Regions from separate parts of the Zea mays genome. Here region 1 is linked to region 2. A link is a contact called in public Hi-C data. All regions are on one chromosome and are shown on one strand. Each heading gives the region's core, a stretch centred on a gene start, on an enhancer-like site or on the middle of the called end of the contact. The rest is flanking DNA. Distances are from core to core; before and after follow the strand shown.

Region 1 (7,327 bases), core at 4,732-7,231, 130 kb before region 2:
GCTTGCTCGTTTCTAAATTAATGAAGCAGAGAATTGAGTTGTCCGTGTTTATGGCGGCGACGGCAGCCATGAGGATGCATGCTATGTATTTGTGGAATTGCGGCAACCTTCATCGAGTCTTGGAGAGCTACTTCTGCGATTATGATCTGAAGAAGGTTCTCAAAGCATGGACATCTCTTAGCTTTGTCGGATGATTCTAATTTACATATGTTTCCAATTTAATATTAATTTTATTCTATTAAGAACATATTTTCTTAAGTAACATCATGTTTAGCTTCACAAATATGCTTAATATTTTTTACATACATACATTTTTTCAATAAATAGTTATGCCAAATTTGCAAATTAAGGCATGTTAGAGGAAGATACATCATGAAAAATAGAATAACTAAAAATTACAAACACCATGGTTTTTAGGCATTTAACTTCTCTATACTTCACAACCCATCGCAGAAGTCTTGCTAGATCATTGTGGTCTCCATCCTTTTACAGTTGTTGTCATGGGCAAGCACTAACGAAGGAAACCAGAGTGGAAAAATGGGAGAAAACCGTATCCAACCTCCCAACATATGCTACTTGTGCACCTGGTCCAGTTTCATACATCAATGAGAAAGATGTAGATGCACCATCAGAACAAAACAAATGATGTTACTCGTGCTCTTTTATTTGATTCAATTTCATATTATGCGGCATTTGTAGCTCCTTGGCCTTTTGTTTTTTTGGCGAAGAGTGTATGAAAAGACCAGCTGGACGGAAGATGTGATCTTTCTTTTCTCTGTTAGAATTCATGGACATTGACATTTAATTGGCAAACACAACTCAAGCTCTCATGGCATGCATAACCCTATCTGAATTTGAGGCAAGCAAAATTGGGTTCAGTAAAATACTTGTCCCTCGAATAGCAGAGATAATTTCCATAGGATCACCAGATCTTATTTTTACATTCACTACCGCAATTACAATTATATTTGTTCCAGTAGACTACATAAATCTTACTTTCTCTTTTGAAATAGTAGGTTCCATAGATAGATTAATTGATCTTCTTGGTGCATGTGAAGATACTTCAACTCTAGCCAACTTCTCTTCTGTTCTGGCCAAGATATTTGAGTATGTTGATGGCACAATTGCTGATGAAATTTGATAAGAATTCCCATGGATCAAATTACATATATCTTGTTTGCAGAAAATGAACAATGTATGAAAATATGTTTGCAAGACTTGCATCTTTGATAAAGGTTTGAAAGTTGAAGGCTCTTGAGACTATTATTGAATCAGGAATTGACAAGAAACTTCTTGTGCTTCTAGGCAATGGTTCTGAGATCTCATAGCATCACACGATTACCACGCTAAAAACATTCAGTGAACTTGGTGCTCCACTTCAAGGGTGCATAGGGCCTGCAGTGTTGCTTCATTTGCCTTGGCATGCTCGGATCAGTTTGGAAAAATGTTTTATTTGACAGAAATGTATTGTGACCACCAAAGCCCCAACAATTATTTGAGGTGATTATTCATAATATTCTTCAGAGAGATAACAAAAATATCATTGAAACCATCCAATGTTTATTATCTCTTGCTGAAAGGGAAAATGGTACAAGGGTGCAAGACCTACTTTTGGGAAGCTTTATATTTACGCTTTATGTAAAAATAAGGTGAAATTATGTATGAGTGTTTGAATCTTGGTTGTTGGCTCCACATTCACACCCACCTAATCAATAAAAAACATATATTTTGTGTTTTATTAAAACACAATTTATTTTTATGTCATATATAAAAACCGTAGCAATACACGGGCATATGACTAGTAATTAATAATATGACTGTCATGGGGCGGCTGCCTAGGGCATGGAGGCCCATAGGGATAGGCTCAGGGTTAGGATTAGTGGATAAATATTGGATTAGATTAGATATAAGATTGAGTTAGTTATTTGGGATTAGATTAAATAAGATTGAGTTAGTTACATGGCATTAGATTAGATTGAGTTAGTTACTTTGGGGGGCAAGTTTTCTTATCTATATAATACTATCTCCAGCAGCTTACCCATTCTCATACCTATATTCAAACTCCACTCTGCAAACAGTGCAGTCTACAGCGCAGAACAGTAAAAAAACAGTGCGTATGGGTAAACTTTAGGTAATCTGCTGGTGTCGGCCTAAGAATGGGTTGTACCTCCTTAAGAGGTCAATCATGAAGAATTAGTTCTAGACCTCTTTAATACTCTAGTCTCCACCAAGTTGACTCCGCCTAGGCCTAGGAATGGGTCACAATCTAGCTCTAACCCCACCAATCCTAGAAGACTAGAAGTCAACTCAGCCCTACCTAAATCTAAAATAATTTGTTGCAGCTCAATCCAAATTGATTTTAAAGCCTTGCCATCCTAATCCGCCCCGATCCTTTCAAAATCCATAGACCAATCCACATTAGCAATCCAAGGGCCCTCACAAACAAGAAAACACCTCCAATGACTAATGAATCAACACAAATCCATGGGCTCACTCTGTCTGCATGGGCGCATTACACCTATAGTTAAACAAGCTAGCAGGTGGATTGTTCTACTTAGTAATAGCCTGAGTAGCTAATAGCAAACGGATGGCCCATGAAAATTGTCCATATAGTGTTGCAATCAAAAAATAATACCCCTGTTCTAGGGCAACTAGGCAAAAGGAACATGTTGAAACCGATGAACATGGCTGGTCATGGCTCTACAAAGACACAAAAGTGGGGGCGGTTCTAGACCTGCCTCTCATCGACAATGGCTATGGTGGTGATGCAACTATAGTCTCTGGGTTCTACGAGGCTGTCCCTTTAAAGGCTTGTTCCATTACAAGTGGATTGGAGGGAAATAAATCTCTTCCTAGTCAAAATTGAATAAAATGAGATTTAATCCCCTCTGATCCCTGTGCAAACGAACAGGCTCTAAAGGGACTTGTTTTGCTGCGACTACTACTATGATCCCTTGTGCTTTTTATTCTTTTTTGCTAGGCACAGTCTACTGGTAACATAAAACAGAGGTAATAACATGATAACATATACACTAGTTTCTTTTCTAAATCAAACCTTTTAGGGTGTGATTGGATGGATGTATAAGGAGAGATGGAAGGGGGCGGCCACAGTTTATATAGTGTTTGATTAGAGTCACGTGGAGACGAGATAAACACCGGAAGATATTTCTGGTGGCCACATAATCCCAAAAAATCAAGGGGACGATATCGCCTCTGTCTCATCCTATTTTAACCTTAAACAAACACATCCTTAGTATGCATTTGGTCAATGTTATAATTATTTGCACTGGACCATACATAATCCTGGTTGTTTCTGCGGTCGAGAGTCTGGTTGGGATGACCGGCGGGCAGTCGTAGCCATTTTTCTTATTCATTCATCAGTAATCATAAAAACGCATTGCATTACTGAATTGGAGAACATAAAGGGGGCGGGGCTAGCTCAGGAACGTGCTACGCTGATCTATCAGTAATTTGTTCCCTCTGCGGCGGTGATCGTCAGTTTGTGTCGTCGTCGGTGGGCATCCAGTACCTGTTGGTGAACCAGACGCCGTCAGCGACGACCTTGGCGCCGTCATGGTTGCGGTGCCACGAGTAGTAGGCGTGCGTCCGGTTCTTGATGTCTAGCGTGGCGTGGCCGAAGCTGGCCTCCCGGAAGGCGGAGTAGCCCGGCTGCGGGCGCGTGAAGTTGTCGGCGATGCCCTCGATGTTGCCGCCGTCGCCGATGGTGACGTAGACCGGCGCGTCGGCGCTCCGGACGGGCGTGGACTTGCCGTTGACGATGTCGTAGGCGACGTTGGACACGCGGTGGCTGCGCTCGTACGAGTGGACGTGGCCGGCGAGCACGAGGTCGACCTTGGCGTCGACGAGCCAGCGCTCGAACTGCACCCGCATCGTCTCCCCCTCCATGTAGTGGTAGTTGTTGCTGTTGTACCAGGGCGAGTGCGTGAGCACGACGAGCCACGGCGTGGTCTTCCGGTCCACGCGCGCCAGCTCCGCCTGCAGCCACGCCCACTGCGGCGTGTACTTGCCGTAGGCGGAGTAGGAGGCCAGCACGACCACGTGCGCGGAGGCGACCTTGACCGAGTACCAGAAGGGCTCCGTGCTCCCGGCGGCGCGGTACGGCGTCGGGTACCGGTGCGCGAAGGGCTTGAACGGCGTGGTCTCGCCCAGCTCCGGCGCGAAGTCCAGCTCGTGGTTGCCCGCCGTCCAGACCCACGGCTGGTACGCCACGCTGCGCTCCACGAACCGCGCCCACGTGTCCCACCGGTTGTTGTCGTGGAGCGGGTGGTTGTCGGCGTACGAGAGGTCGCCCACGTACAGCACGGCGTCGCCGCCGTTGGACTCGTAGTGCGACAGCGTGATGTTGGAGTCGAACGTCTGCCCAAGGTCGCCTGCATTATTCAGCATCAGTCAGTCAGTCAGTCATCAGAGTCCTCGGCAGCTAGGCGTCCATGAATCCCTGGTCTACACGGCGTTCTCAAGCTTTGATTAATTGCACGTTGCGGTTGACGTCCAGATGGCAACAGGCGGCCATGACACTATTATTAGTCCAGTGGTAGCAAGATCCCCTTTTCTTTCAGATAAAAATCATGGATAGGATTGAGACATTAGTATATATAATCTGCATTGGTAAATAAACTAGTACTAGTATTTATTTATGGGACATTGACCATTGGATGCGTCGACCGCAATCAGCTCGTCGATTCCAGATTAGACTATTGGAACAAGAACAACCTCGGTTTTTTTTTTGTCGACTTGAGCTGTAATTTTCTACTAGTACACTATACTTCGGTTCAAAAAAAAATCCCATTGTCATCCTTTTAGAAAATATTTACCTTTACGAGTAGATGAGATTTTTATGGCGAAGAAACAGTAAGACGTTGGAAACAATAGATGAGATTTTTATGGCGAAGAAACAGTAAGACGTTGGAAACAATGATCGGCCGCGTACCGATGAGGCCGAACTTGAAGGGCACATCAGGGCCCGGCTTGGGCGGCGTGGTGAACCAGAAGGTCCTGACCGTGTGGCCAAACCCCATGGCGTAGTAGTACTTGGTGGCGTGCTGCAGCAAGCCATCCACGGCGGCCATCAGTAAAATACACAAGAGATGGAAGAATGGCTGTGGACAAACAAACAAGTGAACCTTGAGGTTTCTGAGGGTGCAGTGGTGGATGAAGCCGGAGGTGTAGTTGAAGTAGTCGTAGCGCGTGTGGGCGCCGTCGGCGCGGCGCTCCATCCTCGCCGGGTCCTCGCCGTACGCGACGGTGCTGTTGCCCGGCTCGCTGGCCGTCACCCACGACACGATCATGGCCGTGCCCTCCTGGTCGCCCAGCGTGATGTGCACCTGCGCATGCCCAACCCATCCATCCATCCATCCATCGGTTGCTGAGAAAAAAAAAAGGAGAAAAAAGAGGCATGCGACGCGAGTGGCCAGGAGCGACGGCGGCGGGGAGGGAATCTGGTACCTGCTGCGGCGCATTGTACCCCGGCGGGACGCGGAACACGTCGGCGTCCAGCGGCATCTCCACCGTCGCCTCCAGCTTCCGCCTGTACGAGCTCGTCGTGCCGGCGTCCGCGCCGCCGCCGCCGCCCAGGAGCACGAGGGCCAGGAACAGGAGGACGCCCACGCGGCGGCGGAGAGGCAGAGGCCCCATCATTGATACGCTCGCCTTGGCTCTACTACTCTGCTTCCTCTGCCCCTGTTTTCTCTGGCCACCCCCTTCTCCTCCCTCAACAGAACTCGCCACCGCCCACGGCCGGAGATATATATACACACAGTCACACAGAAGATGCAACAACTCCCCCTAATAACGAGCTCTAGGTTTGGGTTTGGGCTAGCAACTGTTTCCTCCTTGTGCTTCAACTGATCCAGTCGGTCTAGTTAAAAAAAACCGAAATTTGCGGGGAATATCCCATGGATTGTGCTTTGGCGTACGGTACGGGGCCGCGAATCCCTGTACAAACACCATCAACCGTAGTTGACACCGATTATTAGAATGATGAAGCTGCTGCTCCTATATATTTAGCCGCACGCACGCACGCCTCGTGCATTTGAATAAAGCAAGGGCCGGCCGGGGAGGGAGTTGCAAGCGGCTGACTTTGAAGCCAGTTTTGGAGCATCTGTCTTGATCATGCATGGGCAAGGGACTGAAGATGGAGGCGGGTCGAATAATGCGTCTCCGGCCGTGTGAACGAGAATGAATGCCCGCACAATTTGACCTGTACCCTATCTTCCCTCCGCGGTCTGGATCGGATAGCGATGGCGATGGCGAATAACGATGCTCATTGCACGACCATGACTTAAAGAGAGAGCATATATCGTTATCAGTAGAGCGCGCTTTATTTGAGGTGACAATCTTAATGCCATGATCAATCATTTTTTTGTTGCTATTCTCTAAAAGCATCTTCAACAATGTTTCAAAATAGTATCTTAAATTTTAAATATAGAGCTCTACACATGGAAAAAAAACTATTCAAATAGTATCTCATTTTATAAGTTTTTGTCAAAAAACTTATAACGCAACCTCTCAAGTGCCTTAAATATACTATATCAAGGGAACTGTCTTATAATATTGAATTATGATTTTATTGTTGAATCAAAATATTTTGTTGGTGCCCTAAATCATATAAAATATATTTATTTTAAAGTTATAGGATATTTTTATAGGACACATTGTTAGAGATGCTTTAACAAACATAGGTTACGACATGACATATAATTTGAAAAGCATTGCATGCACGTGCCAATAATAGTAGGAGCAAGTTAATATAGAGAGTTTAGAAAAGGTTAACATAGAGGATTGCGAAGACTCAATTTCAGATGAGAAAGCTCATAACAGCAGATTGACAAACTCCATCCCCTTTTCTTACGTGGGATTGAGGGATCTCTGGCATCACTCTCTTTTTTCTTTTTCCTCTCCCTTGGTCACGGTAAGAAGGTGACCGACCGCGTGGCTGCAGTGCAGCCAAAACACCATGATGGTCTCTCCTTTCCTCTCTCTCTTCTTTCCTTCCTCTCCGTCCGTCATGGCGAGAAGGCGACCGTGCGGCGGCAGTGCCATCAAAGCATATTAATGTGTCCTTCCTCTTGTGACCAAAAGAAAGCGGATTGAGAAAATTCGGTGCTAGTCCTCCTTTCTTTCATAGATTGGGAAGAATATAGAGCAGGAGGTTTGCTGAAGTAGTCTTTTTTTTTTCATTTCATCATCCTATACGACAACTTAGAAAAAGGTTTGTGTCAGTGCCCCTAGCACGGGTGCCCATGAAAAATATGCCTATACAGAAAGGACATCTTATGAGCCCCAACTTGAGTGCTTGTTTGGTTAG
Region 2 (6,712 bases), core at 545-3,044:
CCTCACAATAGACATATCTCGAAAATACCTTCCTCTCATATTATCAAGATGACTCTGTTTGATAGTTGATTTTCCGAAGACTGCATGACTTGGTCGCCAAGGATGATCTTCAGAGTCTTCGCCTCCACTCTCCACATCATAGCTCTCGCTATCATCAGTATCTTCAGACAAGTCTTCTAATATCTCTCTAGTTATCTTCTCTGTGTTTGTTTTTGCAATTGACTCAATAAATCCAGCAGTCTTCTCCTCAATGAGCTTCTCCTCCTCGCTCAGCTTCGTCTCAGCAGCAACTTTTTTGTCTTGAGACATCTTTTCTTCGGAAATGGCGAAAATGTGTCCTTAGAACCGAAGCTTAGAAAGTCTATGAAACTAAGCAAGTGTTGGTAAGCAAGAGCTAAAAAATTGAGCAAAACAAAGCAGGCGGCAAGTAACGTACCAAATGTGCTCGAGGTGAGTTCTTATTTATACGCCCAGTGCGCTCCAAGTTGGAGGGCCCCGTCTGTCATTGACTGCTGCTATTCTAGCAAAGGGAAGGTGTTTTTTCGGAGCTTCGGCTTAGGGCCTTCGCCTTCCGAAGGTCCTCAAAAACATGATTTAACAATGTTTCCAGAGTTGTAATACATGAACAGGTACCTTCGTACTCGGATCAGAACCACAGTGGGAGAAACACGAACAATACGAAGATTGATGCAGCGCCGAAGCTATGCGCAAGGGACCTTCGGCATGACAGCAGGAAAGGGAACCGACTCAAAGGGGAAAAGGCTATTTAGACCTCGATGAATTACCTTATAGTCATTAGCAAATGTAAAGGGCATGGATGTAATTTCACATGGGCTGTGTCCCGTGCCTATAAATAGATGAACAGTACCCCCGTACTGTTCACGCTGACTTGCATTTGCTCGTGCATCACACTTGTACTCTTACCTTTTATCAAGCCGAAGGTACATTTGATATTATTTCTATTTTTCCATGATAATAAAATAGAAATGAGCTGATAATATTACATAATTGTTCATGTTATCTCTTACATTCCATGTTATTCTCCTTTTATTATCGTATACTGCAATGATGAAGTTATGTCCTTCATTACCTTCGTCTGGAGATCATTATATTCTAAGGGAAATAATGTCTCGGAGGACGAAGGGCATTAACATTTAACATTTTTTGTGTTGCCTTGTTCTTAACTCATAGCATTTAAGAACAAGTCCCCAACATATCCTTTGAAAGACTAGAGGGTAATTAGTTCCCATATTCTAAACTTTAGTGACTTAATTTTAGTTATTTTTAATCATTAAAATACCAAATGATATGACTAAAATAGGTGTTCAAAGAATTTGAAGGAACTAAAGTTTAGGAGGTTGACTAAGGGGTATTTTGTTTCTAGGTACTGAATTTTAGTCCCTCCAATTTATTCCATTTTAGTCTCTAAATTGCTAAATATAAAATATTTTTGTTTCCGTATTTAGCAACTTAGAGACTAAAACTCTATTTTATTTTCTATATTTAGTAATCTAAAGACTAAAATAGAATTAAATGAAGAAACTAAACATTAATTCTTAAAAACCAAACACCACATCGTGTAAAGAACTTTTGTTTCTCAGCTTTGGCCTTCTGCTATATAGCACTTGAAGGCCATTCCTTTGAAAAAAAACACGACCTATGATAAAATAAGGACACTATCAAAACTAAGGCACTAGCTTAAAAAATACAACAAAAGTGAGGGCACCCGCTTAAAAAACCGTCCTCCACAGCCCGACGAATTTTTTAGGGCCTCACTCTCTCATTCGGCCGGCGAGGAAGCCTTGGCCTGCCGACCAAACCATGCTTGCGCGCCGACTCGCGGCCCCCGACGGCGGTAGGCTGTTCTCTGCGGCGTCCTCCGCCTCCGCCCGAGGCGGTCACGCGGGTGGCGACACACTAGGGAAGCGCCTGCTGAAGCTCATCTACCCGAAGCGGAGCGCGGTGGTGGTGCTGCAGCGGTGGGCGGACGAAGGCCGCACCGTGCAGAAGTACCAGCTCAACCGCGTCGTCAGGGAGCTTCGGAAGTACGGTCGCTTCAAGCACGCCCTGGAGGTACACCACCCAACCCTTGTCCACGTCTCCACCGCCGACGCTTCGGAACGCTCGCCTCCTGCTCGATGTATTGCCAACCTGGTTCCTGACGTGACCCTGCTCGTCCCGCGCTCAAAATGCAGATATGCGAGTGGATGCGGACCCAGCCGGAGATGCGGCTGCTTCCGGGGGATCACGCGGTGCACCTTGACCTCGTCGCCAAGGTCAGGGGACTCGCCAGTGCCACCAAGTTCTTCGAGGACATGCCGGAGCGCGCCAAGGGGCCGTCCACCTGCAACGCGCTGCTGCACGCGTACGTACAGAATGGCGCAAGAGAGAAGGCCGAGGCCATGCTGGCGGAGATGGCCCGTGTTGGGTACCTCACCTGTGCCCTGCCCTTCAACCACATGATGTCGCTCTACATGGCGACTGGTGAGCTCGAGCGGGTGCCAGAAATGATCAAGGAGCTAAGGAGGTACACACTCCCCGACCTCGTTACCTACAACATATGGCTGACATACTGCTCCAAAAAGGACAGCGTGAAGAGTGCCGAAAAGGTCTTTGGTCTGATGAAGGATGACTGCGTGGTTCCTGATTGGATGACCTTCAGCTTGCTCGGTAGCATTTACATCAACGCCGGACTCCATGTGGAAGGTCGGAACGCGTTGGTGGAGATGGAGAAGAGGGCCTCCAGGAAGGAGCGAGCTGCTTACTCATCGCTCCTCACCCTGTATGCAAGCTTGTCAGATAGAGGTAACTTGGACAGAGTATGGAATAAGATGAGAGGAACCTTCAGGAAGTTCAGTGACACAGAGTACAAGTGCATGCTCACTTCCCTCTTGAGGTTTGACGACATAGCAGCAGCAGAAAGCATTTTTAGTGAGTGGGAATCAACATCTGGAACACGTGATTCAAGGATCCCAAACACGATCCTTTCATATTACATCAAGAATGGCATGATAAAAAAGGCAGAGAGCTTTCTTGACCACATTGTGGAGAAAGGAGTCAAGCCCAGCTATAGCACATGGGAGGCATTCGTCTGGGGTTATCTCGGTGACAAGACGGACAAAGTCCTTGAGTGCATGAAGAAAGCCCTGTCATGCTTGGAGAAATGGGAGCCGAACCATGAGCTCGCTACCGCGATCTTTTCTCAGATCGAGAAGACAGGTGACATTGAAGCTGCAGAGAAGCTCCTGGTCATATTCCGGGATGCAGAGTATGTTACCACTGAGATGTACAACTCAGTCTTGCGCACTTATGCAGAGGCCAAGCTCATGCCTCTGATAGTTGACGAACGCATGGAGCAGGATAAGGTGGCCATGGATGTGGAAACCAAGAGATTGTTGAGGTTGACCAGCAAATATCCAATCGGTGAGGTTTCAGTATCGATGTCTTGAGGTGTGCCAACAATAGAAGGGTGTTTCAGGATGCAATGTGTACTAGCCCTTACGTTTTCATGCACTTTAGTTCTGAAGTACAATGCAATGCAAATAACAAACATTTAGTTTTGAAGTGCAATACAGATGGTTGTGATTTTTTTTGCATACTTATCTAACTTGTTGGACTGTATTGTCTCTATCTATATATGTATGAGCCTATAGCCCGGCTCTGAGGCCTTCTACTTAGCTGATATCTTAGGCTTGTGTATATATTGTAGCCCCCCAATACATATTATTTTTATACTGGCCAACATGGCATCAAAGAGCCTACACCAATCCTAATTCACCCTGGTCGTTGGCCTCCTCTAGTTGTGTAACACCATAAATCCATCAATTAAAATAATATAATAATAGTCATTTAAAACTTAGTAGAAAGTAAAGTAAAATTTTAAATCAAGTGCTTGATCTCATTTATCTTTAGAGAATGATTTTTGTTTGCTCATAATTCATTGATGATTTTATTCATAAAATTTCTTTTATGTGAAACAATTAATTAGTATAGGAACTTTGGCCCAAAAATAAATATTTTAATTATAAATAATTTTGGTATAATTATTATGATTTTTAAAATATTTAAAAATATATTTATTTATATTTTATGGGATATAAAAAAATAAAAAACAAAATTTGAAACCTTAGCCGAATTGGCCAATTTGGCCCATTAGGCTCAATCCGCCACCTGCGCCCCCACTCCCCCGGCCCTCCCTCTCCCCCTTACCCGTGGGCCCCACCCGCAGCCCTAATGCCCCAGCCGCGCGGGCGCTCGGCTGCATCGCCGCCACGCCGGCTCGCGCACGCCCCCACGTCGCGGCCCTCGCCTCCCACATCAGAAATGGTCGCGCCCCTCCCTTTTCCTCTCCCCCGTTGATGGAGAAACCGCTGGTGCCATTAATGGTGGCCGCCCGCTCTCCCTCTCCCCTGGCGCCTCCCTCCTCCCTCTTCCTCTCTATAAAACCCGATCGCGCCCCCTGGAGCCAGCCCCCTGCCGCTGAGCTCGCTCCTCCCCCACCCGCACTCTCTCCTCTCTTCCTCGTCGACGTTGCCCGCCGGAGCGCCGTCGCTCGCCGGAGCCCTGCACCCTGGTCGCGCCCTCCTCGGCCGTGCCCTGCCCCGGCCGCGTCCTCGCCTCGCCGCCGTCCGTGCCCTAGCTCGCCGTGATCGACCCCCTCCATTCTTTGATTTCTTCACTGCGCACGGACCCGTGAGCAAGGTTGAAGACGACATAGATTTTTATATTTTTAAAATCATGTTTGATTTAGTTCATGATTTCTGTAACGATTTGATTAAATTTGTATATACTATGATTTGGAGATCTTGTGGATGTTAAACGATTAATATTGAGTGTATGTGATGGATTGATGTCCTATTATCTGTTACATTGTATATGTTAATTTGTGTATGATTATTTTAGAATTTATGTTTAGAATAAAGAATGACAGGATTTGGTAAACCACATATCACTCACAAAATACTAGATGAGTAATTTCACAGTTAATCTTGTTTTTAATGAACTTTAGAATTTAGTCGAAATGTTTGTGCTCATAGGATCATATACTTAATTTAGATCTACTAAATAAATAATGGAGTCTCCATTAACACTGAGATAATATAAGTGGTACCCATGTCCATGATAATTCAAATAGAATAGCTAAATCAGTGGTTTAATTTAATTCTCTTAATAATAGAATTAGTTGGCCTCTAGATAACAAGATGTCATTTTCTTTCATAAAGAAAAGATAAAACTAAAATGAGACCCATGTTCATGGTAGAAATAATTAATTGATAATTAATCTATTTCCGTAGAATTGGTTAAATCACTACATCTACGTTATGTTATGTAAAGTACTTTCATAATCCACTTGCCATATAGCTTTCACTAGTGATAACCCAAAGTAGAATTTATATTTTATGTCATAACAAATGAGATGGATGTCAATATTAGTAAATCTATATTAGGGTTACGAATTAGGTTTTATTCTAGACATCTTCTTTTTATAAGTATGGTCTCTTCGGTATATGTCTATTCATGTAATAGTGTATATTTATTCATGTAATGGTGTATGTTATTCATGTAATGGTGTATGTTTATTTATTTAGTGTATGTTTTCTTTTGTATGTACGCTATGTGAATCTATATTAGAAGCTGATTTCGTGGTAGAAGACCAAAATACGTTTGAAGACGATCCTCATGACACCTTTGACCAAGGCAAGTGGATTCCCCCTCTCAATTTCTTATTGTACCCAAATAATGCATACAATAATATTTATTTTTGGATATTTGCATAAATTTGATGGGTTTTGCCTAAATAGGATTACCTAGAAATACGAACCCTATTCCTTGATTACCTTGGGATAGATACTATGCTTAGTAATTGTGTTACTGCTCAACTTAATCATTATGATGTCACTCTTTAATGATACTATTGTTTCGAAAATGAAATTTGTATTATGACGATAACTCGATGGTTAATCAAGATCATGTTGTATCTAAACGGAATATGGAGTGACCTCCCAGGAAAACAGTGCAACCACGAGTGCTATCATGGCTCTGGCTTTGGTAAATAGCTTTATAGATTTAGTGTTTAGCAACCCTACCTGAAAGATGGGCAAGAGGAGGCGGTTGTGGTTTGGTGGCAGATCCGTTAAGATGGGGTGGTAGTCTTGGCTAAGTTACCTCCCCTAGAGGGTCACCAATACTGACGTGGAAACCTTAGCGGGTAGCTTTATACTAAGGATATTTTGTGAAAGCCTCATAATGGATCACTAGTCATTCACCTCGACAGTGTTTAAGGGTCCGTACAACCCAGGCTAAAGGGGATACATGGCTTGTGGATAAAGTTGTACCACCTCTGCTGAGTGTAAAACTGATATGTCAGTCGTGCTCACGATTAAGAGCAACCTGGACCCTTACATGATAACTAAACTTAAAGATGGAGAATAAATTGTGATCCGATGATTTTTAAATGGATTGCTTAAATGGTTTCCCTTAAGTGCTTTTGAGATATAATCATATGCTTATGATTAGTTGGGATTTTGGGACACGCTTACAATTAGTAAGTTAAGCGTTGTTAATAAAATATTGACCAACTAAAATGCTCCACCGTCTGTTGGGGGTCTGCTTCGTCGCCGAAGGTCCTTTAAGAAGAAACACCTTCGGAAGATCAGCACAGAAGCAAACATAGCGCGAAGGTACACACCGAAGCTACCCTCTAGGGAGCTTT

What was found. A called contact is a pair of places that touch in the nucleus more often than the background predicts.
Region 1: a contact with region 2 is called in a Hi-C map of leaf, with 4 times the contacts expected there. The contact joins the promoter of LOC100217133 here to the promoter of LOC100285395 in region 2. A contact is called at or near these places in 3 of 25 Hi-C or Micro-C datasets (ear, leaf and tassel).

What each region holds. Positions count from the first base shown.
Region 1 is chr10:27,926,156-27,933,482 of Zm-B73-REFERENCE-NAM-5.0, reverse strand. It overlaps LOC100217133 (purple acid phosphatase), which reads right to left and starts at 5,981. Exons shown (of 4, transcript NM_001143501.1): 1 at 5,467-5,981; 2 at 5,145-5,345; 3 at 4,952-5,063; 4 at 3,334-4,391. The coding sequence starts at 5,658. The coding sequence ends at 3,496. It also overlaps the pseudogene LOC103642356.
Region 2 is chr10:27,794,538-27,801,249 of Zm-B73-REFERENCE-NAM-5.0, reverse strand. It overlaps LOC100285395 (tetratricopeptide-like helical), which reads left to right and starts at 1,794. Exons shown (of 2, transcript NM_001158288.1): 1 at 1,794-2,073; 2 at 2,196-3,636. The coding sequence starts at 1,822. The coding sequence ends at 3,449.